Regions from separate parts of the Mus musculus genome. Here regions 1, 2, 3, 4 and 6 are each linked to region 5. The links are chromatin contacts, called in public Hi-C, HiChIP or PLAC-seq and Micro-C maps. All regions are on one chromosome and are shown on one strand. Each heading gives the region's core, a stretch centred on a gene start, on an enhancer-like site or on the middle of the called end of the contact. The rest is flanking DNA. Distances are from core to core; before and after follow the strand shown.

Region 1 (2,981 bases), core at 199-2,698, 270 kb before region 5:
TCACACAAGTGTGCCAGCTGTGTATATGGTTTCTGGGGATTTGAACTCAGGTCCTCTTGCTTGCATGGAGAAGCACTTTAACAGTGGAGTCATCTCCCTAGCCCCAAAGTATAAAGGTTTCTTCGAGCATCGACAGCAATACTTTTATGCTATCTTATGAAGCCCCTGCAGTACGGCCCTCGCCTGTGCCATGACCTTTTCTCCCATCATTCTCCCTGGCATACTCCAGGCCCAGCATTAAAACATCCAGCAGGGGACGTTCTTTGTTCAAAGAGGCCAGGAAGACGCTCAGCAATTGGCGGAAGTGCAGGGAGGGAGCCACAGGGGATCATTCTGAGAAGGCTGGCCACAGTGCAGACAGGGTTCTTGGACAAGCTGAGGGAGGCTGTCTCCCTTTTGGGATCGGATTGTTGGGTTGTTTATAGAAGTCAATGGAAAGGTCTAGGGGAAGGAAACCGCTGACCCAGGAGATAAGGGAGACAATTATTATGTGAGGTTCTGGAAGAAAGAACAGTAACAACAAAACGGGCGGAGTGGGGCTGACACCACGCAAGGGAGGGGGCACGGCAAGGAGGAAGGACAAAGGTCGCCTGGGAACCATTCTGCCGGAAGTGAAGGGAGTTACTACCCATGGGGTTTACCATGGAAAATTCCAGAGCTCTTTTGCTCTCTTTCAAGATGTGGAACAGCAACAGCAGAGATTTAGGAAAAAGTGAAAGAAAGTATCTCACTTAAAAAAAAATCTAACTCGCACTTCCGTAGAGATCGAGTCTTTTTCTAAGCTGATAATTTACCAGCCTGTTCTAGCATTATAAAGGACTGCAGTCGCAGTGGACACTTACTCCTCAGGCTTGTAAAATCAGCATCAGAGCTACTACTGTTGAACCTAAAACCAGACCGTCCGGCTGGCTCCACACCCGGCGCTGTGTTTACTTACCCTACACAGGCTAAGGCTTTTGAGACTGACACCAACTCCCGTTCCATCTTGTATTCTCCCAGAACTACACAGAATCAATCCCTTCTAAACACTAGCTGGTTTAAAAATACTTTTTACTTTGCATAGCCTTTCTTTGTAATATATGGCAATAATGATATTTTATTCATTCAGATTATATACATGTGTGTAAAGTATCAAGATTGTATGGATTTGTTTGATTCTTCACTCCAACCATGACTTTAAAGTGTCCATAAAATAAAATAAAAAATCGCCTTCCATCAAACAAAAATCTTTTTCCATTGATGAATTTTCAAGCTTTTTTTGTTTTTTTTTTTTGTTTTTTGTAGACTTCTGTTATAAACTGGAAAGCCAAAATTTAAGAATCTAAACTAGTAATACAAATATGCATCTATAAGTTTGTGGGTGTGTGTGGAGAGACAGCACAGTGGTTAAGAGCGCCTAGCTTCAATTCCTAGCACCCACAGAATGACTGGGAGCATAGGGAGGGTGCAGGATCTACTGCCCTCTTCTGGCTCCCACAGGCACTGCATGCCTATGGTGCACATTAGACGGGGCTGGAACAGGGCTGAGAGCAGAACCAGGATGAGCTGAGACTGTGTGACTTCTGTCAGGGTTGCAGGCACCACTGCAGGAGGATGGGCAGAGGTCAGGTGTACAGAAAGGCCCCATAACAACTGACAGCCAATAGCACCATGCATGGTCTTCAACCTCTAGGAACAACTGTTCACAGAATCCAAGTTTGTAACTCAAATATTTGTGTTTAGCTTTCATTTCTATATATGTATGTATGTATTCATGAATCTTTTCTTAATTGTTTAAGAGTAAAAATCACAGAAATGATGACCCCGTGGCCCTAAATATTTCAGCAGATCTTCCTCAGAGAAAACGATTCTTTTTAAAAGTCATCTATGTGGAGTGAAGTGTTCTTACTGAGCTAGATCCCTAGCCTAAAGTAGCTAGTTACCTCTTCCTAATCTCATCTGTCTCTATCAGTTGGCACCATGAAAGAAACAGCTTTCCTTTCCATCTGTGTCTCTGTGAACTCACGGAGACTCTGATTTGACGTTAGCTTCTTTTACAGTAATTACTTACTATGATGCTCAAGTTACTTAAACTCAATGGAAACTCCCAACAAGATGTCTTCTCTACCTTTTGATCTGCCTCTTACCATGCCTTGAATATTTTCTGCCACTAAGGTGCTTTCTGGTCTCATCTTTTCCTGTCCTTGTCCCTCAACCAGTCACTTCTCCACCGGGCCTCTTGGTAGTGTTACTGGTTACCCTCTGTTCCTTTAGATCAACGATCTCCCAATACCCTTTGTTGAATCCATCCCTCCAACTGCAAATAACGTTCCAACAGTTGACTTGCGAGGCTTTGTCCGAGGACTCTGCAACATGGGTCGTCTCTCAGGTAATAAATGGTACTTCATTGCTTCCATGATGAGTTTCTGACATTCAATGTCATCCCGGAAAAGTGCATTGTTTTCCATGTCTGCCAGGAACTAGAAGAGAGCAGGGTATACAGACAATGAAGACATGTAAATATACTTTTTAGTTCACTACTGCATTTTGCTGGTCTGTTTATTTCTAGGATTTTACTTCATTTTTGAGACAGGGTCTTACTATGTGGCCCTGGTTGGTCCAGAATCCATGATGTACAGCAGGCTAGCCATGGCCCCCTGATTCTCCTGCTTCAGTATCTCACACAGTGAAATTGCAGGCAGCAATCACCACCATGGGCTCATGAGTGCCCCTGCCTCATGAGTGCAGGGATGAAAGACATTTATCACCCTCCCCTGCCCGGTTTCTGTTGTTTCTGATGTAGGAACTCATATTGGCTTTGAACTCTTATGTGTCCCAGGCTGACTCTGAACTTGGGCTCACAGGTGCTGAGGCTATAGGCAAGAGCTGCCCCAGATTATTGGTGTCTTTACTGCATGCTCTGAAATCTGATATTTTGGTCTCCCTCTCATCAAGTTTCACAGTTTTCTTGGCTATTTGAGGTCTAGTTTTCCATGTTGGTT
Region 2 (2,995 bases), core at 417-2,916, 390 kb before region 5:
GAACACGATATTGTGTCCTGCTCAGTGTGTCTCACACACGATAATGATATACCTTGATCAGTTGGTTGAGATCGTGTCTGCGGGTCTCCGTGAGTGAGAAGACTTTCTGCTCTGTAGCTTATAGCTTTGCTGAGTGGATAGTTACCTTATATCTCCAGAAACCTCCGCCCTAACTAGGTAGTTATAATAAGTTCTAGCATTGCTGGAAGGCGTTTAACTGTTTTAGAAATTAAGATATTATTTCCATTTTTTTAAACTCGCTTTTTAAAAAATGTAATTCATACCTGTGCAGTGATCATTAGTATTTAATTAAAAAATTACATTTATTTAGGGGGCTAAAGAAGTGGCTCAGCAGTTAAGAGCATTGGCTCCTCTTTCAGGGAACCCAGGTTCAATTTGCAGCACTCACATGGCAACTGAGTGACACTGTCTGTGACTCCAGCTCCAGGGACCCTACTCATACATGGAGGCAGAACAGCAATGTACATACAATTTAAAAAATTACATTTATTTATTATTGACTACATGTATTTATGTCTGGGTACATGTGAAGGTCAGAGGACATCTTCCTTGAGTTGGTTCTGTCCTTTCACAGTGAGGGTTTTGAGGATTGAAGTTAGGTCAGTAGGCTTGGTGGCAAGTGCCTTTACCCAGTGAGCCATCTTGTTGACCCAGTTACTGCATCTCATTCCAGACTCTGTCATTACCTCCAAAAAGAAATCCTATACTTAATGATAGTCGCTTGTCATACCCTCTGCCTGGTGGCCACTATGCTCTGTTCTAAGGATTTACCTATTTTGGACATTTTGTATAAGTAAAATTTTCTGGTTTTAGCCCTTTTATTTTCTGTAATGGTTTCTAGGCGAACCAAGTTGTATATATTAGTATCCATTCCTTTTTATAGTTAAATAATATTCCATTGGGTGGATCTCAGTCATTTTTTGTTTATGCTGAGTTCCCCAGTGGATGTTTGGGCTCTTCTTTTATGGCTGTAATGCGCATGTGCACCATGTAACACAGCACTGCTGTGACGTTGTATATGTGCGTTTTAGAGGAGACGTTGGTTTTACGTAGTCAAGAAGCTTTAAAGCAAGTTGTTTACCTCATGATCCTGTCTTTATTTTAAAAATGATGACTGTATTGGCTTTCTGGGCGTGTTGTTAATGTTTGTGAAGTTTGGAAAATGGTGACTGCAGACACTGATAGCCCATTGTGACAGCAGCCCAGTCACTTGGCTGTGTCAGTTTGCCTCTGGGGAGTGTGTGGCAGGACAGGAATCTTCTGTGTTTCATCAGGCCTTTTTGATTTCCCCTGCAGATGAAGAAAGAAAAGTCCAAATTGGAGCGAACACCCCAAAAAAATGATCAAGGAAAAAGAAAAATTAGTCCAGCCAAGAAGGAGTCAGAGTCTAAAAAGTGCAAGCTGACTCTCCTAAAGAACAGTCCTATGAAGGCAGTGAAGAAGGAGGCAAGCACGTGCCCAAGGGGCCTGGATGTCAAGGAGACACATGGCAACCGCAGTAGCAACAAAGAGGAATGTCTGCTCTGGGTGGATAAGTACAAGCCCGCCTCACTCAAGAACATAATCGGACAGCAGGGTGACCAGAGCTGTGCCAACAAATTACTACGTTGGCTCAGAAACTGGCACAAGAGTTCTCCTGAAGAGAAAAAACATGGTGATTTCACAACTTTAGTCATTTTCTGTGTGTCTGTCAACATATGTAGTGCTCAGTTGTATTCATGGCCAAAGGCTCATGCATGGTTCATTTGCCTGTCATCAAGTATTTATCGAGGCTTGTTGAGTGCCCAAGTGCTCTAGGCCCTGGTGGTGCTTCTGTGAACAAAGCAGGCCCTTCAGGGGCCCCCAGAGAGTGGGGAGATTATGAGCCAGCTGTTAAAATGCATGTGCCAAGTGCTTTTGTAGGGTAAGTACAGGGAGCTAGCTCTGGGGATGCTGGTGTGTAGTCAAGGAAGAGGGTGTGAGCGCTCAGCCCTGGAGCGACCTTGGAGTCCAGGTAGCAGACAGCTGGGCTAAGGGAGATGGGTGTGGTATTGGGCTGGAGGAACAACCAGTGCCAGTGTCTGAAGGCCTGTGAGAGAGAGAATGCCCAGGGCCCTTAAGGAAACTGGAAGAAGCTGAGGTAAGCACTGGCACAGTGACCTACAGCCTCATTACATTGCCATTTGCTTTTGGTCTGCACTCTCCTCTCTGCTTTGCAAAGCTCTCGGGCAGTTCATAAATGGTTCCTTCTGATCTGGAGTGTCTGAAATATGGTGCATGTTAATGCTCTGGAACTTCTCTTCCCTAGCAGCAAAGTTTGGCAAACTTGCCAGCAAAGATGATGGCTCCAGTTTCAAGGCAGCTCTGCTGTCTGGCCCTCCAGGTGTTGGCAAAACCACTACAGCTTCTCTTGTGTGTCAGGTGGGTGCCCTGTCATAGTGCAGTGATCAGCTCGTGTGTGTGTGTGTGTGTGTGTGTGCGTGTGTGTGTGTCTGTGTTAATCTACAGTGTATATTTTTCTAAAGTCAAACTTTAGAATTTTCTTTGGCTTTAGTGGTGTTTGTCACTTCTTTTTTTTTTTTTTTTTAATGCTATTATTCTGGCTGGGTGTGGTAGTGCATGCCTATAATCCCAGCATTGAGGAAGCAGGTGAATCTCGAGGTTAATTCAAGGCCAGCCTAGTCTACATAGTAAGTTCCAGGACACAAGTCTTTTTAAAAAAAATCTAAAGAAAATTAAAGAAAAAAAAAACAAACCCCACCTTAAACCTGTTATTGAATTGGCTATTATAAAAACATCCATTTTCCCTTATAGGTGGAGGATGTGTTACTAGGCGCTCAGGAGATGCCGTGGCTGCAGGTGGTACAGAGCCCTGTGCACCGTGCCCTGCAGCAGTGCCACTTCATATAGTTAGTCTGCCTCCTGTGTCCTGGCACCCTCCTTGCCTCCCCCTCTTACTGTCTAGGGCCACGGTACTGGCTGGTTTTGTGTAAAC
Region 3 (2,948 bases), core at 12-2,511, 450 kb before region 5:
AAACTTGCTGGCCAGGTGTGGGCTACCACCCCTATAATCCCAGCAGTGGGGTGGTGGAGGCAGGCCCACTAGAGTTTCATAGCAAGAGCAGCTTCCAAAGCTTGCTTATCCTAAATCTTTTCTTGTTTTTTTTTTTTTTTTCCCCTGTGTGGGCGTGTCTTGGTTATGTCAAAGATTTGACTATTCTTTAAGAGACTTAATGAAGCTTTAGGAAGGAATTAAGGGGCTAGTTTTCTTCCTTCCTTCCTTCCTGTCTTTCTTTCTTAGATTTATTTATTATATGTAAGTACACTGTAGTTGACCTCAGACACTCCAAAAGAGGGCATCAGATTTCATTACGGATGGTTTTGAGCCACCATGTGGTTGCTGGGATTTGAACTCAGGACCTTTGGAAGAGCAGTCAGTGATCTTAACCGCTGAGCCATCTCTCCAGTCCCGGGGGCTAGTTCTCTTAGCTTGGTAGTTTTAGAGCAAAGACATTGGGGCTGAGGGTTGCCCAGTTGGTTGCATGCATTCACAGTAGCTCTGAGTTTGATCCCTTGCATCGTGTAAAGCAGGAGTGTTGGCATATATCTGAGATTTCAGCGTTTGGGAGGCAGTAGAGAAATCAGAAGTTCAAGGTCATTCTCAGCTACATAAGGAGTTTGGGACCTGGACAAGTCACATGATCTTCTGCCTCAGAAAAACAACCCCCCCAAACAAACAAAATGCCTTTACTGTAAACAGTCCGTTAAATGCAAACATATACCCACGTGATGGAAGGTTCCCTGAAAGTTGTTCTCTGACCACAGCTTGTCATTCCATCTTCAATAGATAAATGTATTAAAAAGTTAAAAAAAATGTCCATTCACTAAGGGTCTGTTAGTTTGAGCCAAAATCAATAGGTCAAACATTAAAAATAAAATAAATCAGTGTAAAGTTTGATGAGAACAGTTGACCTTTGCGGGGCGCATCGAATACACTTCATCCTACCGTGGTGGCAGTAAGAACTTCTGGAAGCGGCTACAGAGCACTGCCCTTGCAGCACGTGCGTGTACTGCAGGAAGGAAGCCACCTGGGAACCCGGCTTAGAGGAAGTCAGCCTCAGATCCCAAATTGGGCGTCTCCCGGCCACGATCGCACGCGCACTCGCCGTCCTACAAGGTAGCAACCCTCCGGTTGCTAGGGCTGTGGTCCTGCACCCAGTGCGCAGCTCCCGCCTCGGGGCGGGGCCGCGGGGAACGCGCGCCTCCGACGTCATCGCCGCGCGCCGCCGCCCGCGCTTCTGCTACTTCGCGGGAGAAGTTGTTGGCGCCAATGGATCCCGAGCCCCGATAACGAATTACCCCAGCCACGGGCCTGCCCACCTGCTCCTGTTCGGTCGTGGGGCTGCGATGGTGAGCCGCCCGGGAGGCCGTGCAGCTACAGAGGCTTTGCAGGCGGGGGTGTGAACGGGGCGCCGCCGCGGTGCGGGATGGGGAGGACGATGCAGAGGGCTCCGAGGGGCCCGGCTTAGGGTGCGGGGCGCACCAGGGACGCAGCTGCAGGGAGGTGGCTGCTACGCGGCAATTTCACATCCCCACCCCCCCGACTCTTGGGGGAAGGGAGGAAGGAAGAAGAAAGTTGATTTGGACGGGGCGTTAAAAGTTACTTTCGTGTACAGCCTTGTCCCAAATCATCTCTGTTGGAGTGCTTCCTAAAGTCCCGACTTCAAGCTTTGCGTGGAAGAATGTCACACTTGGCTTTCGCAGGGAGAAGTTTGCTCGGGCCTTCAGCTTGAATCAGCTTCCTGGAAGCGAGTGTCAGCTGTGACACAAGGAAGTTTATTTGTTTATTTTGTTTAGAATAATTTATAGGAGTTGAGCGGATCCTGGTTTACCAGGAATAAAAACACGGCGAGTACAGACGGATGTTCTGTATTTGACAGCTGTCATCTCTTATCACCTGTTACGATAAGTAGTTTTTTTTTTTTTTAAACCTCAGTTCCAACTTCAATAATTCAATGTAGTGGACATTCAAATAGTTTGAAAGTGAAATTGTTTGAAAGTCCCTGGCATAGGAGACAGATACAAGTTGGAAATAATTTTTAATTTACTGGACCACTGAAGATGTTCAGCTAATCTACAAGATATTTAACAATCACACTTACACACACTTTTATTATTCTTAAGCTTGTCAGAACACCAGCATGCAGGGGAGAAAAGTGTTACACCAAACTGGAAAAAGTTTCAGCTCTCTGTTTTTTATTCTTTGGGGAAAAAAGATAGTGATGGTAGCCACCCAGAGTCGGCCTTTTTATTTTCGGGATAATATGTGAGTTTGCTTTAAATACCGTCTAGAAATTCATCTGAAGTGTTGTTTTGGAAAATATTTATTCTTATTTTAGTTATGTGTATCTGTGTTTGTATATGCACACATAGTTTGTGTATGCACACATATGTTTGAAGGCCCATGGTAGCCAGAAGAGTGTGTCAGATCCTCCAGAGGTGGTGTTACAGGTGGTTTTGAGCTGCTTTCTGTGGGTGTTAGTTCTGGAAGTCAGGGTCTCTGCAAAGAACAATATGCACTCTTAACCACTGAACCATTTGTTCAGCCCCCAAGTCCAATACATTCTTATTTGACTTGTAACGTGTATGTTGTGTCTGAGTATATTTCTGTGACTATGCATGCCTGATGCCATCAGAGGCCAGAAGAGGGTGTTGAACCCTTTGGAATTGGAGTTGAACTCATGTCCTCTGAAAGAGCAGCAAGTACTCTAACTCCTGAGACATCTCTTCAGTCATACCTCTCCAGTTCATTGGTGGTGCATGACTTTAATCACAGCACCTGGGAGGCAGAGGCAGGTGGATCTCTATAAGTTTGAGGCCAGCCAGCTCTACAGAGTGAGTTCCGGTACAGCCAAGGCTACACAGAGAAATCCTGTTTTGAATAAATTACGTGTACAAGTGTTTTGTCTGCATGCGTGTATG
Region 4 (2,990 bases), core at 337-2,836, 500 kb after region 5:
GAATGATCATTTTCTTTTCTGTGACATCGACAACAAGAACTGAAGAAACAGAAGGAAAGGTAGCTGTAAGCAGAGGGAGGCTGGAAAGGGATTTTCTCTCAGAGAGAGAAGAAAGAAAGAGTGTAGAGATGCCTAGCAGCCCCCTGGAGGTTTTGAGGAAAGAGAACCCAGGCAGGTTCTGGAAGCAACAGAAAGAAACAGGGTGGAGATTGTAGCAGGGGTGGCTCTGTGGTGTGGTTACAGAGTGTGAAAAATGCAGTAAAGGGGATACAGCAATTCTGAAACCTCCCCTGGTGCCAGGGACCCTTATGCTTTAACTGCATCACCACTGTGGGACTAGGTGGCCTGGGCTCAGCCTTCATTGGCTCACCTCCGCACGATCCTTCCATCTTTGACCTTGCCCTTTCCAGTGTCTGGCACAGTGCCTAGGCTGTGGTAGTTGCTCAGAAAGGGCTCCCTTCTTTCCTCTCTCCAGCTCCGGGGCATCCTTCATGTTGACATGGGGACAGAATTGGAGTTGAGGCTGATAGGACAATAGGAGATGAGGAGGGAGGGTAAATAATGCATAGCACTGAACCCTCCCCCCCCCCCCACACCCTGGACCAAATACCAGCCTCACAATGCTGATCTTGGCAGGGGGCCCACCATCTACCAGACCCCCCCACCCCCGCAGGCCTCTGGGGTATGGCTAATTAAAGACACGCTTACTCATTTCATTCCCAAGTCACTATTTAAGGAAATAGAACCATGCCATTCCTCTAAGGCCTCTGACCTTAGATACTAGAGGCAAACAATGCCGGGGCTTGTCCAAGTGGCCATAAATGCAGAGCTGTTCAAAGAGCAATTGAGGGCCAGAAAGGGAGGACAGCACAGGCCACACAGCTGGGCCAGCTGCTGGATGGTCCCCTCCTTCCATTCTCCCCACTCTCTCCTCTTCCCCATCCCCTGCAGAAGCTAGTGGCAACCCTCCCACCCTGACACCCCCTCCCTACCACCTCCTCACAGTTAGCTCCTGGTTTTCTGAGCTCATTCAGACTCCTAGCTGACTCAGAGAAGCCTTAGTGATCTCCATGGATTTCAAGCAGGAGCAACTTGCAGCCTCTGGGATTTTTCAGGGTTTTTTGAGACTAAAGAAAAACATGGCTTTTGTATCTGTGTGTCGTGTATGTGCACATGTATGTTCATGTGTACATGTCTATCTATGCATGTAGGCAGAAGTCAGATAAGGACACCTGGGATCTTGTCCCATTACTCTCCTTTTTATTCCTCCTAGACAGGGTCTCTGAACCTGTGTCTGGACTGATGTATTGAGGATTGGTTCTAATGCTTTGATTTAATCAGGAATCTGTGTGTCCAAATGCTGAAGGACCTTGTCCCCAATTGGTTTTTGATTGATCAATAAAGATGCTAGCAGTCAATGGTTGGGCAAAAGGAGATGGACCGGGACACTTAGATTTGCGAGGGCTTGGGATAGAGAAGTGGAGACAGAGGATTGCCTGAGATGGCTTGAGATGAGTTGAGAGATGGCTCAGATTTAGAGCTGTGGCAGAGAGAGCCTCTGAGCAGTGTAAGAATTCTGGTAAGTGGCCACTGCCCACTTCCCTATTGGGCCTGGGGTAGCAGGCAAAGGCTTAGCACTGCCTAACCTTTGAGCTAATCACAGCATTTCAAAAACAAGCTAGTGTGTGTGTATCTTTCATTCGCCAATGAAAGAGTCCCTTGGTGGGTGACTGGAAGTGTGTGACCGGCCGGGAGCACAAAGTGGAATGGTATGTCTCTGCTTCTCCACCAGCCCCCTTCTCAGCATTGGGGTTAGAGGTGCACATAGAGCCATGCCTGGCTTTTTATGTGCATCATGGGATCCAATTCTGGTCTTTTAACGCTCTTGCTTATGGAGTCATGTGTTCAGTCCCCAAACACAAACTTTAATCAACACACTCTTGGCTGGGATCTGCCTATGTCAGATGTGGTATTGAGAAGGGAAGGGCAGAGAATGCAAAGCTTTCGATAGACTGTAGTGATCACTCAATAAAGGGCCTCCAGAGACTGCTCTCTGCTTCCTGCAGATGGAGCCTCTTGAGAACTTCCTCTGACAGCCATGAGCTCTGCAACTCCCTCCCTGCTGTGATGAGCTGAAACCTCTGAACCCGAGAACCAACATAAACTCTCCTCCACCATCTCTCTCCTCCACCATCTCTCTCCTCCACCATCTCTCTCCTCTACCATTTCTGTTGGAGATAGTGGTCAGAGTGATATTCAAGTAACAAACACAGAAAACAGATAGCAGAGAAGTAGGGTGACTTCTATGAACACCCCAAAGTCATCCTGCTTAGACTTTGGCAGATGATTTGTGGAAGGAATTTGGAAGTTTGGGGCAGTGGACTGGAGAAGCCCTGACATGCTGTGAATGTAATGGATGATTCTGGTCCAAATGTAGAAGACCCAGAATGCTGACAGAAACACGGATGGCAAAGGACAGGCTCAGAGGCTCCAGACAAGGACAGGGATTGTATAGGGAATTAGATCTCAAGTCATTTCTATTATATCTCCAGAAGGAATTTGTCTGTATTCTTTAAGGTCTTTAAATTTTGAAGTGAAGCTGGGTTTTTCTGTTGTTTTGTTTCCAAGGCAGGGTTTGTCTGTGTAGCCCCCACTGTTCTGGAACTCACTTTGCAGGTCAGGTTGGCCTCGAACTCAGAGATCTGCCTGCCTCTGCCTCCTGAGTGCTGGGACTAAAGGTGTGCACCACCAATCCAGCTTTGAAGCTGGTTTTTAAAAGAGTGAGCCAATTTATTTGGTTGAAAAAATTCCAAGTCTTCACAGCATTCAGGCTGGTACAGGGCCATTTTTGGCTGCTTTTAGTCAGGAAACTCCGAGCAGGAAAATTTGGGAAAACATGCAGTTTGAGAGAGAAAAACAAAAAACACAAAACACAAACTTACCTAAAGTTGGAGGTAAAACCAGTATAGACAAAGCAGCTAATCTGTTAA
Region 5 (3,071 bases), core at 318-2,817:
AATGTGATTTTAAACATAAAAATACAATAATTACTCTGCCAGTTGGGACCAGTTGATCTTGGGACTGGCAAGCTCTTTTACCAAGGAATTTTATTCAATTCCTTGAATAGCTTTCACTGAAACTTGAAAGGGGATGAAATGTCATTCTTGATTTAGTGTCACTGTGGGTTCAAGCTCATGAAGTTCTATTCTCTCCGTGGAGGTATTAGCTGTGGCTGAGAACTCTCTAAACTTTAAAAAGGTATGGCATGTCTTTACCCCGTAATCTGATGTTGAATTTATTTTTTTATTATATTTATTTATTTTTATTTTATTTTATTTTATTTTATTTCTTCTTCCCTCTCCCTCTTTCTCTGGCCCTGCTCTCTCTGGGCCCGCGCTCTCCAGCCCATAGAGTTTTTTAAAATTTGTTTCTCATTACGAATGGTTGTGAGCCATCATGTGGTTGGTTGCTGGGATTTGAACTCATGACCTCTGGAAGAGCAGTCAGTGCTCTTAACCGCTGAGCCATCTCACCAGCCCTAATGTTGAATTTATAATTAATGATTATATTGTCTGCAATTTTCATGCAATAAAATTCAGCCATCATATTTTGATGGGAATCCTATAATATGTTGAATAACAAAACAAAAACTTGTGAATACTGCACATGGGTGTGCTGGGGCCGGTCTGCCGCGAGATGCTCGTGTACAGAGCTCTCCTCACCGTCCAGGGAGAACAGGGAGGGCATACCATATCCTTAGCTCCAGATGCCCTGCTTTTACCCAGTCTGACCAACCCTGAAACCACTTTCCCACCCCCACCCCTTCACGTGTCAGCTCATGCATACAGTTAGAGAGAAGTCAAGAACACCCAGATAAAAGCCCAGGTTTTACTTCCCCGTGTGTGCACAGCGAGAACTGTCTGCTGTAGGCTTTATGCAAATTGGGGGGGGGGGAGAAGACAGAGGAGAACATTACCCCCAGTGTTAATTTACTCTAGGCCTCCAAGAAGTAGGAGCCGTGGCCTTTTGAGTAAGGAGCCGGACGAAGGTTAAACTAGACCGATAAATAGCCAAGAGCCAGCTATTCATATAACTTTGTTTTAAACTATGTTAAGGAAACAAAATGGGAAGAAATGATATGGGAGCTGGGCATGGAACCCAGGGGCTAGACTGTCTAGGATTTGAGAAGGGCTGTGTTTTATCGCCAGCAGCACACGACCAAGCACGGTGGCACACGACTATAATTCCAGGACTTAGGAGAGGAGAGTCAGGAGTATCAGAAGTTCAGGGGCATCCTCAGCTACACAGGAAGTTGAGGGAGGGGGAGGGGAAGGGGAGGGGGAGGGGGGAGAGAAGGAAGGGGGAGGGGGGGAGTGAGAGGGGGAGGGGGAGAGGCAGGAAGGGGGAGGGGAGGGGGAGAGGGGGAGGAGAAGGGGAAGGGGAGGGAGAGGGAGGGGGTGGGAGAGAAAAACCAAATCTAGAAAATAGAAAGTCAGAGTCTGCCAGAGAAGAATAGCAGGAACCATTGATAACAACCTCCTCTCCCTCCTACACACTCCTGTGTCTGCCAAGAAGCAAGGGCCTGCCTGGAGTCAAAGGGCCCTAGTGGACAAGAAGTGGTTTCACTTCACGTGCTATTCCCTGAGAGCCCTTCTCACTTGGGAAAGCAGAAGTTCATGTATTAAAATAGAACGATTGTGCATGTAAGAATAATGCCATCAGCAAAGCGGCTCTTCCTGCTCTAACATTCAGTCATACGGTCTGTGGCTAGCTCTTTCCAGTATGGACTCTGCTGGCATCTCTAGCTTAGCTTTTGACAGGAGAATTTAGGAGTGCTAGCTGAAAAACCTGGCATTGTTTACTGTAAACCCTGTACTGAATTCTCAAATAAATCCTTTGTGCCAGAAAGGTCTAAGAAGGACCCTGCGCTCTGCACAGCTCACCCTGACCAGAGCACCTGCTCAGCTGGTCAGTGCTGGGGTGGCAGTGGGGCGCAGTGTGTGCTGCAACAGGTCTTGGGGATTGGACCGCCCAGGTTTCCTTATCTCTCCCTCTTCCTCCTCCTCCCCCCCCCCCCCCATTGCCTCTTAAAGACAGAGAGCATAGTCCTTTCCCCATCAATTTAGTTTTCCCTCCTTTCCGATCAGGTGTAACAGTAGAGAAATTAAAACTAAACTGGCCTAGAACCAGGGATGGAGTTAATAAAAGATGCTAATCTGAGAGCCTGTTAGAAACACAGCATTTCAGGCTCAACCCAGACCTACAGAACCAGAGCTTTCCTTTCAGCAAGATTGCTCTACTTGCCAGTACACAACAGTTCCAGGAACCCTGGGGGAAAGAAAGCTTTAAAAGAACCTAGGGTTTTTTTTCGGGGGGGGGGGGGGGGGGTTTCCTCTGTGAAATTTTGGATTACAGTGCCATCTTGTGGTCACATCAGTAGTTACACTTGTTCGTTGAAGAGGATGAGCTACCAGAACAACTCAGTAAAGGTCAAAAGGAAAAAAATGAGCAGTAGTCAGAGGTCTGCCATTGCGGTCTCTTTCCACACAGTGTCCATTGAAAATACACAGTTCTTCTCCCAACGGTGCCCTCTCCCCTAATTCAGAAGAGCTGCCGGTGGATCTAGGGGTTTTCTTCATCAGAAGTGGTAGCACACATTCAGGAATTTCGTCCCACTTACACCTTCATGTTTCTAAAACTAAATTATCCTAGAGGGTTAAAAGATCACTGGGTCTACTGAATGAGTTCCAGGACAGCCAGGGCTACTAAGAGAAACCCTGTTTTGAAAAAACCAGAAAACAAAACAAAACAAACAGAGATTATCTAGACAGTGATCCCTCTTTAAGGGTGAGGACTGCTTTCATTTTTTAAATATTTATTTATTTATTTTGTGTGTGTGTGAATGCTGTAGAAACGCCAGAAAGGGGCATTAGTTTTCATTATTGGTGGTTGTGAGCCACCATGTGGTTACTGGGATTTGAACTCAGGACCTGTGGAAGAGCAGTCAATGCTATTAACCGCTGAGCCATCTCTCCAGCCAAGGACTGCTTCATTATTAGAGCTGGCTTTTACTGGGCACCAGCTATGT
Region 6 (3,056 bases), core at 383-2,882, 510 kb before region 5:
ATCCCAGCACCTGGGAGGCAGAGGCAGGCGGATCTCAGTTCTGAGTTTGAGGCCAGTCTGGCCTACATAGAGAGTTCCAGGTTAGCCAAGAACAAATAGTGAGTCCCCATCTCAAACAAACAAACAAAAGAGTAAGTTAGATGATCAATACCCATTAACAATTAAAACTATATGAAGGCATAAATCAATAAAGTAAGCCAGGTGGTGGTTGTGCACACTTTTAATTGCAGCACTCAGGAGGAAGAGGAAAATGGATCTCTGAGTTTGAGGCCAGCTTGGTCTACAGAGAGAAGTCTAGGGCAGTTAGGGCTACATAGGGAAACCATCTCCAAAAACCCAAATAAATAAAATAACTATCAAGAGAAAAACCTATACTTTCTCAATTAGATGCTAGATATAAAATGGGATATGGCAGCATAAAATGGTCATTTTGGAAAGGATGAAGAAATGGCCAAAGGGTACAGAAAAACCTACAAGGCTTGATTAAAAAAGAAAAAAAAAAAAAAAAAAAAAAAAAAAAAAGCACAATGCCAGGCAGTGCATCTTTAATCCCAGCACTTGGGAGGCAGAGGCAGGTGGATTTCTGAGTTCGAGGCCAGCCTGGTCTACAGAGTGAGTTCCAGGACAGCCAGGGCTACACAGAGAAACCCTGTCTCAAAAAATCAAAACCAAAACAAACAAACAAACAAACAAAACCAAACAATGCACAAAGTCAAAGTGGAATCTAATGTTCAATTACCTTTCTCCTTTCTGGCGCTTTAAGTTTCCTTTATATTCATCCCATGTACTCTTGTCTGCAAGATCACCAGATACAAAATCTTGAAGGTCTGGTCCATTATGCAAAAATTCCTTTTTCTTATCTGGCAAAGAACTTAATGCTCTAACCGTGAACGCATATCTTCCAAATATCTACAAAAAGGGTTCAGTACAACATTCACTCAGTAGACTCTGAAATAATTTAGTTTTAACCCATTATAATACCAAAGCTAAAGAAATTGATTCAGAAATTATGTAAAACGATTTAAGAGCTCAAACTACGTAGATCAGAACCTGAAAAAGACTCAAGGTGAAAGAACCGTAAGTCACGGCGGCTCAAACACGTAATGCAGCTCTCAGAGGAGGCAGAGTGAGGAGTCGTCTTTGGTCTAAGAATTTAGTTTCAGGCCAGCCTAGATTACAGAGACCCTGATGCACGCTCAGCCATGACAAATGGGGGAAAAAAGTGGGACGCAGATCAAAGTTAACCGCTAAATATAGGTTAGAAAACCTTAGTGGGTGACTTAACATGCCACGTTTTCATGTCTTCTATTCCTAAAACAGGTACTAAAATATGTTGTCAACAAGTTTGCAATAATTAAGATATGCCACAGCTGTCGGGGCTTTTAAAAAAAGGATATCTGGAACAATTTCCCTAGTTTTGAACTTAGGATAAGCAATGGCGTTCCCGCCGCTCACCCGGGACCCCAGGCTGCGAGCTGTATCCCAGCAGCGTAGAGCCATCCCCCTCTTTTAGGTCTCAGGAGTGTCAAGGGATCGAGGGAACAGCACCCCCGGCACCGGACGCGTCCAACAACTCGTCGCTTGAGTCATGACGCGATACGTCGTCGCCGACCGGCGCGACTCGACTAGCTCGGCAATCGAGTAGTTCCGCCTTAAAGCCGTCGCTCGGGTCGTGACGCGACACGCAGGGCCCTGACGGATTACAAGAACGTGATGACGAAAGACGTTCTCTCTTTGCCCCATCTACTGCGAGGTGAGGAGCTTAGGGACCGGGTGCCCCGGGAATCTGAACCCATCCTCTGTTTGGGGACCCCGGCGGCATGGAGCCGATGCCCCAAGGCTTTGTCCCGACTGTCCCCCAGCACGACGTGCGTCCTTGGGACTTGGTGGCGCGAGCTGGAAGTGGCGTTCGGGCTTTCAGGCCCATCTCGGTCGTAGCCCTTCCGCCATGGCGCACCGAGCCGGGCTTCCTTACTCTTCTCCGGGGCCCCCGGTCCAGTCCTTGTCCCGGACACACCTGGGTCCTTGTTGCCGGCTTTCGTAGCTGGCGATTCCCGTTGGGAGCGGAACGCTGCCGGGTCTCGGGTGTAGAGCGTCCCCCGCCCCAGCCGTCTCACCCGGGTGTCTGTGTTTCAGGATGAAGACCATTCTCAGCAATCAGACTGTGGACATTCCAGAGAATGGTGAGTAGATGGCTCCCCGCCGGCCGCTGACGGCTTTCCTGCATGCTCTAAACCCCGGCCTATGGTCTCACCAGTTCACTTTCTCGTTTAGTCGAAATCACTCTGAAGGGGCGCACAGTCATTGTGAAGGGCCCCAGGGGGACTCTGCGGAGGGACTTCAATCACATCAACGTGGAGCTGAGTCTTCTTGGGAAGAAGAAGAAAAGGGTAAGAACTTGTGTCTTCCGATGCTTCGGGTGCTTGCTTGTAACAAAACCCGGTAACCGATGTTAATCCCCCACCCCATGCGTGGCCGAGTGGGTTACTCGGACTCAGTTCTTTTATGAGTGAACTTGGGTGTGTGTGTGTCGTCCCTCTGGTGTCCTGTGCGTGTGACATACGGTGCATTTGTACATGGCTTTGCGTGCTAGTACTCGCCAGCTAAAAGTGCTGTGTTTTAATTCTAAAGTTGTTGTGTTTCAGCTCCGGGTTGACAAATGGTGGGGTAACAGAAAGGAACTGGCCACCGTCAGGACCATCTGCAGTCATGTTCAGAACATGATCAAGGGTGTCACGCTGGTAAGTCAGCCCTCCACTCTGCCCTTTAACCCTTTGGAAGAGGTTCCTTGGGTGTGTATAAATGTCTAGGGCCAGGATGGACTGTACTTCTACAAAGGAGGCACTTTCAGATATTGGGGGTGGGTTAGCACAGATCAGACCCAGGAATTTGCTGGGCAGGCTCCTTTACTTCTGTTTCAGGGGTTTTGTTTGTTGGTAGATACATATAGTGGAGATTGCTGGCTGGTATGTTTGGGACTCAATGGATAGAAAAGACAGCCAGAGTTATACTCTGTCTCAAAAAAACAAACAAAAAGATCTGACTTGTGCATCTCT

Evidence for each region. A called contact is a pair of places that touch in the nucleus more often than the background predicts. HiChIP or PLAC-seq counts read pairs in DNA pulled down with a chosen protein or histone mark.
Region 1: an H3K27ac HiChIP or PLAC-seq map of heart atrium shows a contact between it and region 5, with 8 times the contacts expected there. The contact joins two enhancer-like sites. A contact is called at or near these places in 2 of 15 datasets of contacts at CTCF or cohesin (embryonic stem cells and large pre-B cells), 7 of 484 Hi-C or Micro-C datasets (the HL-1 cell line, adipose-derived mesenchymal stem cells, cerebellum and 2 more), 3 of 115 datasets of contacts at active chromatin or transcription factors (bone marrow-derived macrophages, embryonic stem cells and heart atrium) and 1 of 9 other capture datasets (embryonic stem cells).
Region 2: a contact with region 5 is called in a Micro-C map of brown adipocytes, with 4 times the contacts expected there. The contact joins two enhancer-like sites. A contact is called at or near these places in 2 of 15 datasets of contacts at CTCF or cohesin (large pre-B cells and pro-B cells) and 5 of 484 Hi-C or Micro-C datasets (B cells, CD4 T cells, brown adipocytes and 1 more).
Region 3: a contact with region 5 is called in an H3K4me3 HiChIP or PLAC-seq map of pro-B cells, with 2.9 times the contacts expected there. The contact joins the promoter of Rfc1 here to the enhancer-like site in region 5. A contact is called at or near these places in 4 of 39 promoter capture datasets (the C10 cell line, cranial neural crest and hippocampal neurons), 1 of 15 datasets of contacts at CTCF or cohesin (large pre-B cells), 1 of 484 Hi-C or Micro-C datasets (Th1 cells) and 5 of 115 datasets of contacts at active chromatin or transcription factors (bone marrow-derived macrophages, large pre-B cells, memory CD8 T cells and 2 more).
Region 4: a contact with region 5 is called in a Hi-C map of the STO cell line, with 2.2 times the contacts expected there. The contact joins two enhancer-like sites. A contact is called at or near these places in 4 of 39 promoter capture datasets (the 3T3-L1 cell line, the C10 cell line, embryonic stem cells and 1 more), 2 of 15 datasets of contacts at CTCF or cohesin (the G1E-ER4 cell line and embryonic stem cells), 49 of 484 Hi-C or Micro-C datasets (the 3T3-L1 cell line, the AML12 cell line, B cells and 28 more), 15 of 115 datasets of contacts at active chromatin or transcription factors (the NIH/3T3 cell line, bone marrow-derived macrophages, craniofacial prominence and 8 more) and 2 of 9 other capture datasets (liver and macrophages).
Region 6: a Hi-C map of cortical neurons shows a contact between it and region 5, with 9 times the contacts expected there. The contact joins the promoter of Lias here to the enhancer-like site in region 5. A contact is called at or near these places in 3 of 39 promoter capture datasets (hippocampal neurons, liver and pre-B cells), 14 of 484 Hi-C or Micro-C datasets (B cells, the N1E-115 cell line, Th1 cells and 10 more), 7 of 115 datasets of contacts at active chromatin or transcription factors (astrocytes, bone marrow-derived macrophages, embryonic forebrain and 4 more) and 1 of 9 other capture datasets (liver).

Annotation. Positions count from the first base shown.
Region 1 is chr5:65,155,533-65,158,513 of GRCm38.p6, reverse strand. Klhl5 (kelch-like 5) reads right to left here. Exons shown (of 11, transcript NM_175174.4): 6 at 2,273-2,459. Among named protein-coding and RNA genes, the nearest start is that of Klhl5, 26 kb to the right of the region's middle. Within about 2 kb of position 1,448, at least 37 of the 459 cell types and tissues checked have an H3K27ac peak or open chromatin away from gene starts, as enhancers often do. A contact at or near this core is called in heart atrium, where this site is marked.
Region 2 is chr5:65,278,137-65,281,131 of GRCm38.p6, reverse strand. It overlaps Rfc1 (replication factor C (activator 1) 1), which reads left to right. Exons shown (of 25, transcript NM_001347357.1): 13 at 1,318-1,675; 14 at 2,309-2,421. Among named protein-coding and RNA genes, the nearest start is that of Rfc1, 56 kb to the left of the region's middle. Within about 2 kb of position 1,666, at least 31 of the 459 cell types and tissues checked have an H3K27ac peak or open chromatin away from gene starts, as enhancers often do. A contact at or near this core is called in brown adipocytes, where this site is marked.
Region 3 is chr5:65,333,952-65,336,899 of GRCm38.p6, reverse strand. It overlaps Rfc1 (replication factor C (activator 1) 1), which reads left to right and starts at 1,261. Exons shown (of 25, transcript NM_001347357.1): 1 at 1,261-1,376. The coding sequence starts at 1,374.
Region 4 is chr5:64,387,262-64,390,251 of GRCm38.p6, reverse strand. It overlaps Gm43837 (a long non-coding RNA gene), which reads right to left. Exons shown (of 3, transcript XR_003955925.1): 3 at 377-523. Among named protein-coding and RNA genes, the nearest start is that of Gm43837, 11 kb to the right of the region's middle. Within about 2 kb of position 1,586, at least 112 of the 459 cell types and tissues checked have an H3K27ac peak or open chromatin away from gene starts, as enhancers often do. A contact at or near this core is called in B cells, the C2C12 cell line, CD8 T cells and 6 more, where this site is marked.
Region 5 is chr5:64,882,992-64,886,062 of GRCm38.p6, reverse strand. The region is part of intron 3 of Gm31889 (a long non-coding RNA gene); the gene reads right to left. Among named protein-coding and RNA genes, the nearest start is that of Gm31889, 5.0 kb to the right of the region's middle. Within about 2 kb of position 1,567, at least 181 of the 459 cell types and tissues checked have an H3K27ac peak or open chromatin away from gene starts, as enhancers often do. A contact at or near this core is called in B cells, the C2C12 cell line, CD8 T cells and 20 more, where this site is marked.
Region 6 is chr5:65,390,073-65,393,128 of GRCm38.p6, reverse strand. It overlaps Lias (lipoic acid synthetase), which reads right to left and starts at 1,632. Exons shown (of 11, transcript NM_024471.5): 1 at 1,456-1,632; 2 at 740-909. The coding sequence starts at 1,500. Rpl9 (ribosomal protein L9) reads left to right here and starts at 1,698. Exons shown (of 8, transcript NM_011292.2): 1 at 1,698-1,753; 2 at 2,137-2,183; 3 at 2,275-2,390; 4 at 2,646-2,741. The coding sequence starts at 2,138.